Linked DNA regions of Hordeum vulgare: region 2 is linked to region 1. The links are chromatin contacts, called in public Hi-C maps. All regions are on one chromosome and are shown on one strand. The core of a region is the stretch at or near the end of the contact, and the rest is flanking DNA. Distances in the headings are between cores, read along the strand shown. Region 1 has its middle 12 kb from the start of LOC123449081. Region 2 has its middle 6.4 kb from the start of LOC123449102.

What was found. Hi-C and Micro-C count contacts between places; a contact is called where the count stands out from the background.
Region 2: a contact with region 1 is called in a Hi-C map of leaf, with 4 times the contacts expected there. The contact joins two enhancer-like sites. A contact is called at or near these places in 4 of 6 Hi-C or Micro-C datasets (leaf and seedling).

The regions. Positions count from the first base shown.
Region 1 is chr1H:492,048,928-492,056,516 of MorexV3_pseudomolecules_assembly, reverse strand. No RefSeq gene overlaps it. Among protein-coding and RNA genes, the nearest start is that of LOC123449081, 12 kb to the right of the region's middle. Within about 2 kb of position 4,251, at least 1 of the 3 cell types and tissues checked has open chromatin away from gene starts, as enhancers often do. A contact at or near this core is called in leaf, where this site is marked.
Region 2 is chr1H:492,195,057-492,202,645 of MorexV3_pseudomolecules_assembly, reverse strand. No RefSeq gene overlaps it. Among protein-coding and RNA genes, the nearest start is that of LOC123449102, 6.4 kb to the right of the region's middle. Within about 2 kb of position 3,680, at least 1 of the 3 cell types and tissues checked has open chromatin away from gene starts, as enhancers often do. A contact at or near this core is called in leaf, where this site is marked.

The sequences.
Region 1 (7,589 bases), core at 3,002-5,501:
CCAGCTGATCGCTTGACCTCGGGCACTGCGTGGCGAGTGTCGACAAAGCCTGTAGAGCAAATGTACTCCCTGCTGCTTGTATAGTTGATCTCTTGACCTCGGGCGCTGTGGGGCGATGACAAAGTCTGCATATAGATTAGATCAGATATATATACCAGTGGCCAGTGGGGCACCACCGTTTCAACTCTTCCTGCCGCTGATCCTTCACGCGATCGCCGCAACGTGCAGGCAGTGTAAGAGTATACACAAGTGGGAGCGTCAGAGGTTTGCTGTGTGTTGGAGCGATGGCGGAGTAATTCGAATTGAATTCCCGTCTGAACCAAGAAAACATACATACGCATGCGCTGCAAGCACGACCGGGTCGCCTGCTCGGCCGATCCATCACATGCATGGACGCTCTCGTGGCAGGTCGTGGGCAATAGTACGCGACGCGAGCTCGTTCTTCTGGCATGGCATCGGCAGTCAGAGGGCGGACGCGCGGGGCCAAACACCGACAGATTGTCCGGCGAATTGTCCTGGTAACTTCGCTCAGTCTCAGGCCTAAAATCATCTCTAGCACCTGTATAACTGATTAAACCCGTAAAAATTTGTGTTTTACAGTTTTGAACGCAAAATGTGTAAAACATAAACTGTGAAAATGGTTCAACCCGTAAAGATTTTAAAGGGGCACGGTAAAGCCACATCTCAAACCCTTATTTTTGAAGGTTGGAAGACCGATTCTAGAGGGGCCCGTATGCCGGTCAAATCTCGTTAGAGCAAACATGTCATCGTGGAGTTTGCCGGAATCCGTCCTAAACTTGCTGGAATTCATCGTCGCCGTCGGTTTGAATTGGATGAGCTCGACCTCGCCATGGCCTCCCATGACCTCAGTCTGGCCGTCGGAATCCTCCAAGCGCGGCGGGCAAAGGGGCACGGCTCGACCGACGCGGCTGGCAACAAAGCAAGTCGCTGACGACGGGGGCATGGCCGTCGGACGACAAGGTGTGGCCGGTAAGGCCGGGCACGACCGGCGTGGTGATGAGGCGCAGCCGACGAGGATGGGCCGCGGCCGACGGAGGCGACGGGGCATGGCCCCCGGACGACAAGGTGTGGCCGGTAAGGCTGGGCACGGCCGGCGTGGTGACGGGGCGCAACCGACGAGGATGGGCCGCGGGCGACGGGCGATGGGATGCGGCCGACCCGGCCGGCCGACGTGGCCGACACGGCCGGCTGGAGGAAGAGGCGGTTGCCGCCGAACTGGAGGAAAGAGCTCTTTACCACATTCTTACAGTCTTTTTTATAGTTTTTTTAAACATATAACTAAAATAAACCGTTAAAATACTTTTTTATCAACCTGTACACTATTTTTACAGTTTGCGTTTTTAATGTGTCTGCTAGAAATGCTCTAAGCTTGTTGGTTTGTCCGAGATCGCCGTGGTCATACTCCACGCGTACGCGGTAATTCAAAGCTGCCAAGTTGCAATCACCGTGCCGCGTTCCCTCCACTTTAATCTATGATATGAACCACCCATGGGTAATCCCTGGTGGTCAAACTGATCAACTCGATCCACTTCCTTGACTTTTACACTCGGTAACCGGCAACTAGTTTTTCTTTCTTTTTTGAGAAAAGCTTGCCAGACTTTTATTGATCAGCTAAAATGTTCAAAGGAATTAGGGGATGTTTGTTTCCAGGGACTTTTTGATGAGGGACTAAAAAAAGTCCTAAAAAGTCCCATGTGAAACAAACAGGAGGGACTTTTAGGGACTAAAAGGGGGTATTTGGGACTATTTGGAGAAGTCTCTATGGAAGGGTCTTTTTGAGACTTTCTGTCACTTTTTCCAACAGTGCCCTACTTTTAGCATGTCATTTAATAACTACTCCCTCTGTTCTTAAATATTTGTTGTTGGGGAGAACTAGGCTAGTTCTCTCCAATAACAAATATTGTGGTACAGAGGAAGTACGTGTTTAACACTTATAGATACATGATTTACATTTGTTCTTACACGATCTAGAATTTAAAAAAATATAAAGTCTTATGTATTACTTACTCTGTACATAAATACTTGTACTTGGGGAGAACTAGTCTAGTTCTTCCCAACTACAAATATTTAGGAATAGAGGGAGTAGTACTATATTACTAAGGATAATATGGTCTTTTTACATGTCATTAAATGACCTTTAGTCCCTATTTAGTCCCTGGAAACAAACAGATAGGGACTAGGGACTTTTAAGTTGGGACTAAAAAAAGTCCCGGAACTTCTCAAACAAACAGGGCCTTACAATCGGATCATGATGTGATCCCAACCACAAATGTCACCCCACAGGATTAGAATTACAATTTACAAGTGAATATGTTGTATCACTTGTTTGCAATCAGAAGATATTTGGAGATGATCCATCCCCATGTCCTGTGCAAATGCCTCCATCATTCCCTGGATGACCAGCAAGGAAGAACCCAGAAAGTTTCCATCACGATCCCTACACTGGCCGATGTCGTTCCAACCGTCCGTTCTGCTGAAACTCCAGCATCTACATTGATTTTCACACGTCCATCCGGTGGGAGGATCCACCTGAAGTTTTGACGAGCCTGTTGTGGATCTGACCTTCTTGGTGTTTCTGGCGTTGTCACTAGCTGATCGAGTTCTGATATAATGTTTAGAATAAACCTGTGAGTATCATGTAGGCTTTGGTGTATACCTTCATGTATGAGTTGTTTGCTCGGTTGGGGCCTACGATTTTAGATGTTAAGCTATGATGCGAAGTCTGTTTAGTATTTGACTTGGACTTTCGGCATCCCTTCATCAAGGATAGGACTAGTGACATATGTTGTCGAGATGATGGATTTAGACGTACTGATGTATTACTTTGTAAGGTCTTTGTAAATAATTAATAAAGTGGATGCATGCATTGTCCAGGCCAGGGATCTTCCTCCTTTTTTGGAAAAAAAAAATCATTGAAACATATGATGACTTGTTTTTTAAGTAAAAAAGGCATGGCGCGATGGTATTTGGCCCGGCCAAATATTGTAGCTGGACGCAAGTTTCTTTTCTCTGTGGTGTTTTTAGATGGTTTTCACTTTCTTTCAGTGGCTCTATGGTTTTCTTTGGTCTTGCGCTTTCCTTATTGCTTTTATTCTTTTTCATCTGTTTTCACTTTTCGCTGGTTTTCTTCATTATTTTCAAAAAATTCTTTTAATTTATGTTAACACATGTCTACATATTCCGTTCGCAGTGTATAGTTTTGTATACATCAGGAACATTTCTTTTATACATATTTCACATTTTCAAACACTTATTTAAGAAGTTTTTATGACTATTTTTTTTTCACACACATTTTACATTTGTGGTGTACATCCAAACTTTTTATATATACGTTTCACATTTTACATGATTGACATATTTTTCAAATACATGTTTTGAACTTTTTCTAATATCTATTAAACACTATTAAAATACATGTTGACACAATTTTTAATGAGAGATAAAAAATTTAAAACTTCGTGAATTCTTTCTATTGTATAAACATTTAAAGAAATGTCATTAATATATTTTTGAAACTCGTAACATTTTTGCCTTCTCGTCTGGCACACCAAGAAACGGCTTGCACCTATTAATTAATTAGTAATTTATCGAGTCAAAAATAAAAATAAAAAAGTATAGTCATACTTTTATTCTTCGCCACCATAAGTAAATACATAACTAGATGATTAATCTAATTATCCAAAAAATCCTCCGATGACATTTTGATTTAATTTGGCTCCTTTAAGGATAATTTCACTCCTTAACATTTCAAATGGAACGAGAGCTCTCCACTTTTTAGATAATCTTTATATAGCAGGATAAATGTAATGTTAATTATTTTGAATGGTACGAAATGTTTTTTTAATTACACAAACATGTTTTACATTAAAAATTTGTTGAAAATGTACATATTTTAGGAAACACGTGAACATTGTTAAAAGTTCAGCAACATTTATTTTTTAAATGCTATCAACATTTTTTTAAAATAGTGATGACAATTTATTACACTGCATTAAAATTTTCCAAATTTGTTGGTTTATTTTTTTTATCAAAGTAAGTGTGGTAATGTATGTATATAATTGTTTTCAGAAATATGTATAAATGTAAAAAAACGAACAAATGAAAAGAAAGAAGCGTATGGAAGACACACGATCACTCACATTGGGTTTTGAACGGGACGCTTCTAGCTGGCTTGGTCTGGCCTATTTATCTGGCTTTGCGGACTCAAAAAAAAGATAGACGCTCTGTAAGGCATGCGTATATATCACTCAGAGCAAATTGTATCGTCACGTCGCTCACACGGCCAGGGTAGCAAGCGCGTGGTTAAGCTTGGTAGTTTAATTCAGTATGCCATGGGAAAAATAAGAGCCAATCAGTACACCAATAAGTACGTAGACAGTGTACATTCTCCCTGTAAATAAATTCAAGTTGTATTAAAAAATAATTTTGAAATATTATTTATTTTGTATTTAAAATATTTATTCTTATATTTTATTAAAAAATGTACTAAAACTATACATCATGTACTTGGAAGTTTTCATGTTCTGTTACACATTTGTTCATTACATATTCTGAAAAAATTAAATTGTCATTTACTAAAAATGTCATTATCTTTGTAAAACATTTTTCGATTGCATATATAAAAATCTACATCGACCAAACATTGAAAAGATGAGTATTTTACGCAAATCATGGTTTATTAAAAGAATGTTCATCAAATATATAAGAAAGTTTACACATTTTTAAAATTATTGAGTATGTTAAAAAATTTATTTTGTACTAATCTTGTTCAAACATTTTCACCAATATTCATATGTTTAAAAAAAATCATGTACTTTACAAAAATCACATGTGTTTACAAAATTCTTGTTATTATAAAAACAACACATCTTTAAAGTATTCTTATAATATAAAAATGTGCGCATATTCCTAATAATGTTCATAAAAAACACATATTTAAAATGGGTAGTGCAATTTTGAAATACTGTTCTGCCATATTTATCAGAAACCATGTGTTCAATAATTGTTCCTCATGTATTTGAAAAAAGTTCATCTGGTATTTATACAAAGTTCATGTATAAAACATAGAATAGAAGTAGAAAACCCAAAAATGTGGGGACACCCCATAAAAGAAATAAATAAAAAACACAAAACACAAAACACAAAACAAAGAAATTCATATGGGTCGGGATGAAAAGTTTGACAATCATCCTTAGAAGCTTCCCAAAACCGCTCGCATCGTACTTAATGAACTGGCCCATTTCTTCCATCGCTTGAGGTGACACTAGTAGTGGTTTCGCACTAAGCTAGTTCTTCCGCACCCACATCCCCACCACAAAAAAGGAAGAGAAAACTAAGCCAAACCTAGTAATTGCGTCAAACTGTCGATCACCCGCACAGAAGCGAGCGTGTGTGCCGACCCATTGAATCTAGGAGTTGTATAATTCCGTTAGAGTAGCAAGGAGTTGGATATTTTCTCCACTAGTGTTTTTGGGAACTTTCGGCGGTTTAAAAAACAAAACAAAAAGTGAAAAAATTTGACACATAAGGGCGACGCGTTCTCTGTAGATCAAGGGAACCGTGTTCCCGTGCCGCTGACAGTGGCAGTGGGGAGCTGGCTTACATCTTGAAGTAAGTATTATATAGCCTTCGTGAGTTACAACACTTGTAAAGGAAAAGATGGGCCATCATATTTTATACCAAACCGTGCCACCTCCATTGGCGAATGGTTTTTTGACATTTTCTATTTGACGCTACAGGCACCAGTTAACCTGCATTTTGTTAACTAGCGCATGTAACATTCTTAAATGGGTTGGCCCATCTAGATGCCGGATGACGAACTCTTTCTGGATAATTCTACAAACTTTTTTAAAAATTGATAATTTTTTAAAATAAATCAACGATTTTTTTTAAATTGATGAACTTTTCTGTGAAAGTCGATGAACCTTTAAATTCTATGAACACGTTTGAATACCGACGAAGTTTTTTGAAAATTGATGAACATCTTTTTCAAAATGGATGAATGTTTTTCAAAAAAGATGAACTTTTTTAGGATTTATGAACTTTTTATAGTTCAATGATCTTTTTTTAAAATACATTAATTTTTTTGTATTTCTATGAACTTTTTTGAAATTTAATGAACTTTTTCCAAATTGGATGAAATTTTAAATTTCAATGAACTTTTTTCAAAATTAATGAACCTTTTTAAAGACATGAACTTTTTTTAAATGGATGAACCTTTTTCTTTAAATTTGTAAACCTTTTCTATTTAATATTTTTATTTTCATAATAGATAGAAAATCCAGGAGCTTTTTCGTAATGTATCAACAGACAAAAAATTGAGCAGCTTGCGAGCGTGCTAGTGGGCCGGCCCAGGCCAGCGACGTTGCCGGCGTCGAATCGATAACTAGTGCGTGCAGCGCTGAATAGGAGCTCCCTTGTTTTCCGGTCCATGTTGCCCATTCCATGAGCGGTGATACAAGCCGCGTTTGGATGTGCAAATTGAGCCGCCTAAAATGGATTTAGTAGTACCTGATTGCAATTCGGTTATTTGGTTGGACTGTTAATTGCCGCTTGGAAACGAAGCTCAAATCTAGCCTTGTATTTCGCCCCGGAAAAGGCTCATTTAAAATCCTCAACTCGTAGAGGTTAGACGAAACGAACCCTCAAATTAAATTCATTGTCGATTGAACTCTCAACTATGTAATTTCGGTCTAAATTTAACCGTGACATCATTTGAGGCATAAAATCATTAATGTGGCCAATGTCATCGGGAATTCATCTGCCTGGTAAGCGAGGCAGCGGCAGTGTTAACCCCGGCACGCACCCGTCCTTCATGTTGGGCCATTCAATTTATCTTTCTTTTGTCCGTTAAAAAATGAGTTTGAAAATGCATTAACTTCAAAAATAGCTTTACTTTTGCTAAAACTGTGAATCTTTTTTCAAAGCTTAGTTAACCTTTTTTCTTTTGAAAATCTGGTTCACGATGTTCTTTTTCCATTTGCTATATCCTACTAGGATGACCACCAGTTTTTATATAGTTTAAAATAACTAAGGCATTTAAAATTCATAAAATTATAAAAACGTATAAAAATTCAAAAAAGGTTCCCGATTTAAAAAATCACAAATTTTAGAAAAAAAAAGGAAAAAGGAAAGGAAATAAAAAAGAAAAAGGGAGCAAGTGAACACAACACATGTGGTGTTTCTCATGGTTGCTTGCATCGGTTGACAACAAGAGGTCTCGGGTTCGAGCCAACCCACGCGCTTATTATTTGTTTTTAATGAAAAACTAAAGCGAGTTGATTTTTTTTTTAACAAAAAAGAACTAAAGTGGTCCGGCCCAACAGGGAGCACGATGTGCACCCTTTGCGAAATGCAAATCTGGTACATCCTTTGCCACATTGACAACCCTCGTTTGAAAATGCCCAAAAGGTTTGATTTAGAACCAGATTGCATTAGGGATGCAATCAACAGGGATTTTGACCTCGGGTTCGTTTTGCCAAACCACTACGGGTTTATAGTTTTAAATGGATTTTTTCCATTTCCTCCCACCAAAACTTCCCTCCAATGATACGAACCTCGCATTCCAA
Region 2 (7,589 bases), core at 2,431-4,930, 150 kb before region 1:
CCGACCAGCCTGTCAGGTTCTATGGCACGATGACTTCATCTTTATTAGTCCATGTCAACCGAGGGAACTTTTCTGTCTCTCAAATAATTAGGATTAATATCAGCATTGCGAAATGCCTTTTTTCAAATAAATTACGTTGGAATTCTGGAGGATTCAGATCTTTACAAAATCTTTCCCGCTTGTTTGCTTTTTAGGGTTGGAGACCATAGTATTTCTTTTCTATGGTGTATTTACATGTAACTCTAACGGAAAATTTTCAACCTCCGCAAAAATATAGAAGCGGGAATTTTCATAGAGACCAGTCTAATGGATTTTTTTAGTTGCATAAAAAATAAATATGGCATATTTATAAACTGTCAAACTAATCCCAATGTTCTTCCTTGGCGCAACCAACCAACATCTAATTACATTTCCCGGTGTTTTGAATTCTTGTAAAATTCAACTATATCACGACAACCAATATGTACTCTTTCCCCGTAGCTGTGTTTTTTACACATCTTGAATTCAATAGATGCCTTAATAATTGTTTCACTTTTGCTTCGGTACACCCTTCCTCCCTCCTAAAAATAAAAAATACACACCTCGCATGATTCAAACTTGAGACCACTAGGTAGCACTCAAACAGTGGTAACTAACAGGACACTTTTGTTGTTGTGACTTTATTCTTCTTTTCTCTTCTTCAACCTTAACTATCTAATAAAAATTTACATGTTCCGCTCCTCCGTTATCATCCCTCATGCCTAATTTTCGTTCGCACGCGGCCCTAAACTATCCATAGTGATTCTTCTTAAGGATTCATTTGCACTACATTCGATTAAAAAAAATTAAATCCACTGCTACATCTTGTTTTGAATCCTATGTTTTTCCGGTGTACAATCAAACATTCATGGAATCCTAGTGTATTAAAGATGGCATGACATTCTATTTATATGTTTTTCTTGTTCTTTCATTTTAGAAAATCCTACAAATATAAGAAGGCTCAACGATGTGGAGAGGCAGATCGCCTGATGTGGAGAGGTCAGGCGTGGGTGAAGCCCGAGGGCGCTCAGCAGTGGCGGCTGCGGCAGCCAAGTCATCGACGCCAGGAGAGTGGACAGTGCCTGGATTTATTTCATGATTCCCGGCGATACGTTTTTAGTGGAAGGAGACGTTCCCGTCGACCACGAGGCGTCTACAGTTACTTCGTAAATCTCAAGATAATATGCCGGATTAGTCTATCGAAGGTGTTCATAGAGGTAGGATGTGCGTGTATACATTCATACAGGTGAGTGTATGTGCGTTTACGTCTGTATTATGTTAAAAAAAAAAATCAACAGAACCATCATCATGCTTCTATCTACTACCTGCAGAGCTTGACTAGAAAGGTCTTGTGTGCACCGGTGCTGGGGACATCGCCCACATGCAGACGGAGAAAAACCGCGAGCTTAGTCTGACACAGCTACTTGGACTTTAGACTTCTAACTTTCTTTACCCCGAAGGCTAAGCTGAATAGTAGTAGCACCCACTGCCAGTAAATATTTCTCAGGCGTAGTTCAAATCTTTCATCTTTTCTTTAGTAGGATTTTCTCCGTCTCAAAATAAGTCTCAAGCAGCGTGCCGTAACGGAGACTCGGTGTCTCATGCATGGAGATGGATTCGTGCAGGAGATGGAAGCTCTCTGGCGTCATGATGGCGTCGATGATAGAGAGGTCTAGCAAGTCGGTGTGTTAGTTTCTTCTCTGAAGATGAATTGGTGAAAGATGACGGCGACAACACATGAGAGTGCGTCGGACCGGTTTGTATCCTAAACCCAGTATGTGGCTCGGTAGGGACCTCCGGCTTTAGATGTTAGGCTTTGGTGCGATGTCTGTTTGGTATTAGGTTCGGACTATCGGCACCCCTTCATCAAGTGGTTAGGAGTAGCGATAGTTGTTGCTAAGATGGTGATTTCGGACAAACTGATGTACTACTTGTAAGATTTTTGTGAAAAATTAATAAAATGGCTGCATGCATCGTTCAGATGCAGAGGCCGGCGTAATCCACATTTTTTAAATAAAAAAACCTAGGCCGTCGCTGTTCGTGTTGCTTTCTCTGAAGCATGAACTCCCTGCTTGCCCCCTTGACGCTAGCTTGCAGGAACAGAACACAGAGACAAACTAAAGGGCATGGTTGCTTTGGGCGGAAGGGCTGGACTTGTTAGGTCGGTAGGAATATCTCTGGATGGCTACGGGAGTGGACGGAAAATTCTCGAGAATTTGACAGGCACAACGCTGGCTTCATCGATCGACAGCTAGCGGTCGATGCCACCACTTGGTTTTAACATCAAATCGGGATGGAGCAGAGTAGCCTTTGGTTCTCTGAATACTGCTGCGTGCTGATGGGCGGCAGGTATACAGGATTCCATTGTTAATCTGGGACGCTATCTAATGATCATCTGCCGAAAGTGCATGGGGTGAGAGGGTCACTGTCAAACCAGCATTGAGAAAACGGATCGATCCCATCATCTGTTTAGGACGGCAATGGAAAACAAGATGGGCACCAACAGTTCTCGGGCTGGGAGTGTTTATTTTCTCCTTACTTAGAGAAAGTATAGAATATGACATAGGGTTGATCATGTGCATTTTCTTCCGACCAAATGATGTATTAAAAACAACAACAAGTATAATTGATTCGATGACTGAATGGTGGTGGCCTAGTGGGGTGTAGTAAATTAATTAAGCATTTGACCAGGTTCTGAACTGATCTGCTGTGATGTGGTAACATGGGCATGGCCTCGCTGTCTAAGTTTGACGAGTGTCCACTCCACCCAATGGCGCTCCATGCCCTCCCAACATATATACACCCACCACGCCACATGTCTACGTGCTTATCCTCTGACGTTACCCCTCCGATTTTCTTATGTCCATGTGTTGTTTAAGTTTAACTCGTGCGCCCCAAGAACCAGCGAAATTTACTCCAACTTGCTGCATACGTAGTACCAGCTGGGTTGCTTGTTGATCCGGCTAGTAGAAACCGCGTAGAGGTAATTAGCTAGGTTAGTATACAAATAAATTAAGAAACACATTTACAGTTGAGCCACAGTGAAACCATCTGGCTCGAATATCGGTCCTCGGTCCTAGCTCGCTGTCTCTCTGATAGCTACAGGAAAGATATGCATTGTGGAGAAGACCCTGTGACCGAAGAACGACGACCTGACGCCGCCGGCGCGTATGTACGTGGATCTGAGCCACCCACGGAGCAGGGCCGAACCTGCAACGCGATGGAAGGAAGGTTGACTCGACTGTGGAGGAGGTCGGCACGGCAGCATGCTGCCGCAGCAGTATCCTGGGTTCACCGTCCTGGTCGCGTCGTCGTCGATCGTTGCATGCATATCCAGGATGCAACTTGCATTGCTGCATATACGAGCGTCATGCGCAGCGTTCCAACTTAACTGAGATGGGTCCCCTGACTGTGGTCTCTGAATCCTCATCTACTCGATCGTATGTTCCGATTTTCAACGTACGTGCATGCAGAGATCGAAAGCTAGGACCCCTGACTGTGTATGCTCTAGTTTGTCAACGGTCGCCGAAGTCGGGCGAGCTGGCTGTCCCGGCGCCTCTGGATCGACGTGCTGCGTCTGTCGGATCGGAGCGGGGACCCTCAGTCGAGTCGGGCGCGTCGCTGCCGTGTGTATACATCTACATGACGCGGTAGTCGTCGCCGGCAGAAACTTCCAAGAATTTACACTGAGGAGCTGCCTGCTACTTGCCGTCGATCTAGTACTGATCACCTAGCCTGTGAAGTTGGCTAGCAATGCCATCGATGGATCCTGCTCCACTTTCACCGTCGTACTTATAACCCATAAAATCATTATATTCGTTCTCTATCTGACACTGGCGGTGACTATATAACTAACTAATTGGAAGACTTGGACGCGTCGACATGTGCAGGAGGTATACATACGTGTGGACCATATCACGTGCTTCGCCTTTCGATGTATATACGTGTGTGTGTGCGCGCGCGCGCCTCTGTTAGTGTTGGCATGTAGGTCGTGGTTTCAGATGTACAACATGTTAGAATAATTTGAGACGTGTAGTTGATGGAGAACCAAGCAATCATGCGACACACAACATTGAAATTTGTCAACAAGCTCCCTAGAGCCTGATTATGTGTGCTTCTCCCATGACACCCCTATAGCCTGATTATGGGTGCTTCTCCCATACCACGACCACCCGAATGCTGGCTGGCTCTCCCCACATGCATGTGTTTTTCTTAAGCAACGAGCCTCACTCGTCGGTTTCCATTATGGAAACCGCAAACCGTTATACAATAAGCGTCAAGCCCAAAAGAGAGCTAAAAGAAAGAAACAGCTAAAAAGAAGAAGTCTAGGTGTGAGGATTGTACAACATGTTAGAATAACTAGCAAAAGGGCCCATGCGTTGCAACGGGAGAAAGAAATACCACACACTCTTAATTTATAAAAAATAGTCTATAATCTAAGAATTTGTAGTTACGACACAAATAAAGATGATCTTATCCTACAAAAATGCAGTTTAAAATTTCACGGGTCTTCTATTTTAACACGGCTTGCATGTAGATTTAATACGTACAAAGAATCAATCAAGTGACCTTCAGTTTCATCTCTAATCCTGATTTTGTTGACGTGTTCATCCCCAACCCGGATGAGTACCGGTATGAAAGAAAGACGAATAATGACCTATTTATTAAGATTGCACCCTAGATAGTATTTTTATTAAACGTTTAACAGATAAAATAATATCATATTTAAATTATACATATTTTTCTAATCAAATTTCATATATAATATGTTAAATTTGGAGTTGCGGTTTAAAAGATATGAGTATTTAAAAAAATATTTAATATATACTACGAGTTTAATGTCGTAAATAGTAAGGGCTTTTTTATAAAATCACCTCGGTGGGTTTTCCAACGAAACGATAACCTCTTTATTATTAGGTAAAGATTTGAGACGTGTAGTTGATGGAGAACCAAGCAATCAACCCCTCCCAGCACCTACATGTTTTACATGCATCAACACGCAGGTGGAAGAGACATGGAATACAAGTTCACTTAACGCCAAAAGGCAGCATTATTAGATTACAAAAGCACATATTGGAATTCTAGGTTGATCACCCTTCTATCCTTAACCCCAACGGAGCCCATCCGTGTCTTCTGCTAAAGATCTCCCGCGAAACCTCCTTGATCTCCATTACCCTTCTTCACTTGCGCTTCTGCCTTGGGTTTTCTGCAGAATTTTCCATGAATTAAGTACACAGCAAACTTTGAGCATTACAACTTTTTTTAGTGGGCAAACATAACATTTTGAGATTTATGACATCACCGACACAAACTTCGTCTTCCGCTGAATTAACAACGCTGAAAGTCTGAATTTATAAAAATGTAGGAATCAACGCTAAATTTATGACTTTAAATCAGCTGGTGGGCTAGCTTCATCCAAAGTAAGATAATGATCTGAATTACATTTTTTCGAACACAGTACAAATACAAACGCACATATACACGCGCATACATCCATCTATATGAACGCACACACGTATTCTCTACTCCTATAATCAATTTCGAAAGACTGAGCCGGCATATCATCTTAAAAATTTACGAACCCTCAGTTTGCGCACGTTTCTAAAGTGAGATATAATTAGTGACGTAATAAGGTAGGAAATGCATATATATCTGTCGACGGATGGAGACACACCTACTCTTCTACCGGTCGAAAAGGAGCCACAGGAGCATCTGATCGATCGTCACGGATATACTCGACCTATTTGAAACAAGAGCCGTGTGGGCGCCTTCTTCTGTACAAATAGCAGCCGTAGTTTGTCTGTTAATTTCAGCCTGGATGGATAGCTGGAGTCGGCCGGTGAACCTGGTCACATACCACGGCCTGAACATTTTGGAACAATAGTTTGCTCGCTTCTGTCTCTTCCTTCCTTGGAATTTGATTGACTCACGCCAAAACTACTAATGTGTAGTATGTCTATATATTGCGGCTATCATCGTCGACAGCAACTAGGTGGGACGTCGTACACTTGTATCCTAAAAACCGGCGTGCATGCGCCGTCGATTCCATCCAACTGGAGAATTATTGGTCTATCCTTTTCTACATTTTCGTTCTTGTCAAAGTCTCAAAACTGGTGAAAATTCCCTTGCGCTGATCAGGTATCAAGATTCCCAAGGAAGGAATAATCATCTTCTTTTTTTGGGACGAAGGAATAATCATCTTTATGGGTTATCGCAACACATTTGCATTTGGTGCGCATGTCTGACAAGAAACAAACAAGTACACCAGCAACGCATCTAGAGAACACAAATCATGTACTCCCACATTGTATAGAGGTTGCGTCAAGTAATTCGGATCGGAGGAAGTATGATAGTATTTTTGGTAAAAAACAAATGTATTAGGAACCTTTTTACAAATCATGATGAAACATGGTTTGCATGGCTAGGAATTCTGCTAATTTTAGAAACAGGCATCCATTATATAAACAGGAATATTGTCTGAAATTTCTTCATTGTTGTGTTATTGGTCTGATATTCAGAAGCAAAAACTCAGAAAAGTGTAAATTAACCATGCGTAGCAAAAAGGCAAGTTGAGATTTTCCATCACAGAGAGAGAGAGGGACGGAGCTCATGGAGACGGGAGAGAAGGGTCACCCGTTGATGCGGCTTATCTTTGTTCTTCCTCAGATACTTAGATTGTTCGGTCTTGTGTCTCCACGGGTCCATTGGGACCGTCTCGAGATGCGAGCATGGACGCCTCCTATGGTGGAGGCGTCAACCCAAATCCCTTGGTTGATGTCGGGCTAGGAATGAAAGGAACTGCCTTTTACTCCTTCTACCATGGTTGGTGCATCGTGATGTGGGCGGGTGGTAGTGTCTCGGATATGGATGCCGGGGCGGTGGTCCCGGATGGTGTTCGCATGGGTGGTTTTTCGGCAGGCACCATGTCGAAGGTGGTGACTTTCCCTCTTGGTTGTGTGGGAGGCGGTGGATTGGACACGCTCTCTATCATTGAAAATGGTGGCGCCCTGATCCGGATCTTGTGATCTGATCTCGCTACACCTGGCTTGTGGTGACACCAAGGAGTTGCCGAGCAAAAGCTCCACTCTTTGTCGTCGACGACGGAGACGCTCGCAGACGTCGTTATCTTCTTGAAGACGTCGTCGTGGTGCTCCTTTCCGTGTTAGTGTTTCGGGGTGAAGACCTTTGTTCATGCTAGACTCAGCAGCGGCAGCGCTTAGCGACGTTCTCCCTCCTGAGGGCATTGTCGTGGAACCTAGGTGTTTAGGATTTGTACTCTGATCTTCCTATGTTCTCTTTTGGTTGCATAGTCGTGTGTGTCTTGCGTGATCCAATTAACCATTGAATGGGCTTGCGTGATCCAATTAACCATTGAATGGGCATTCCATGCAGGCTACCTCACCATCATGTCATTCGGTAGTGTATTTTGTTCGGTTGCTGCTTTACATATAAAGCGGGGCAAAATCCTGTTTCGAGGAGAATACTTAGACCGTTTCGATTTTTTGACTATTGACGCAAATCTACATAACTGTATGCTTAACTCAGATAGTTGAATGTGAGCATGAAATTCA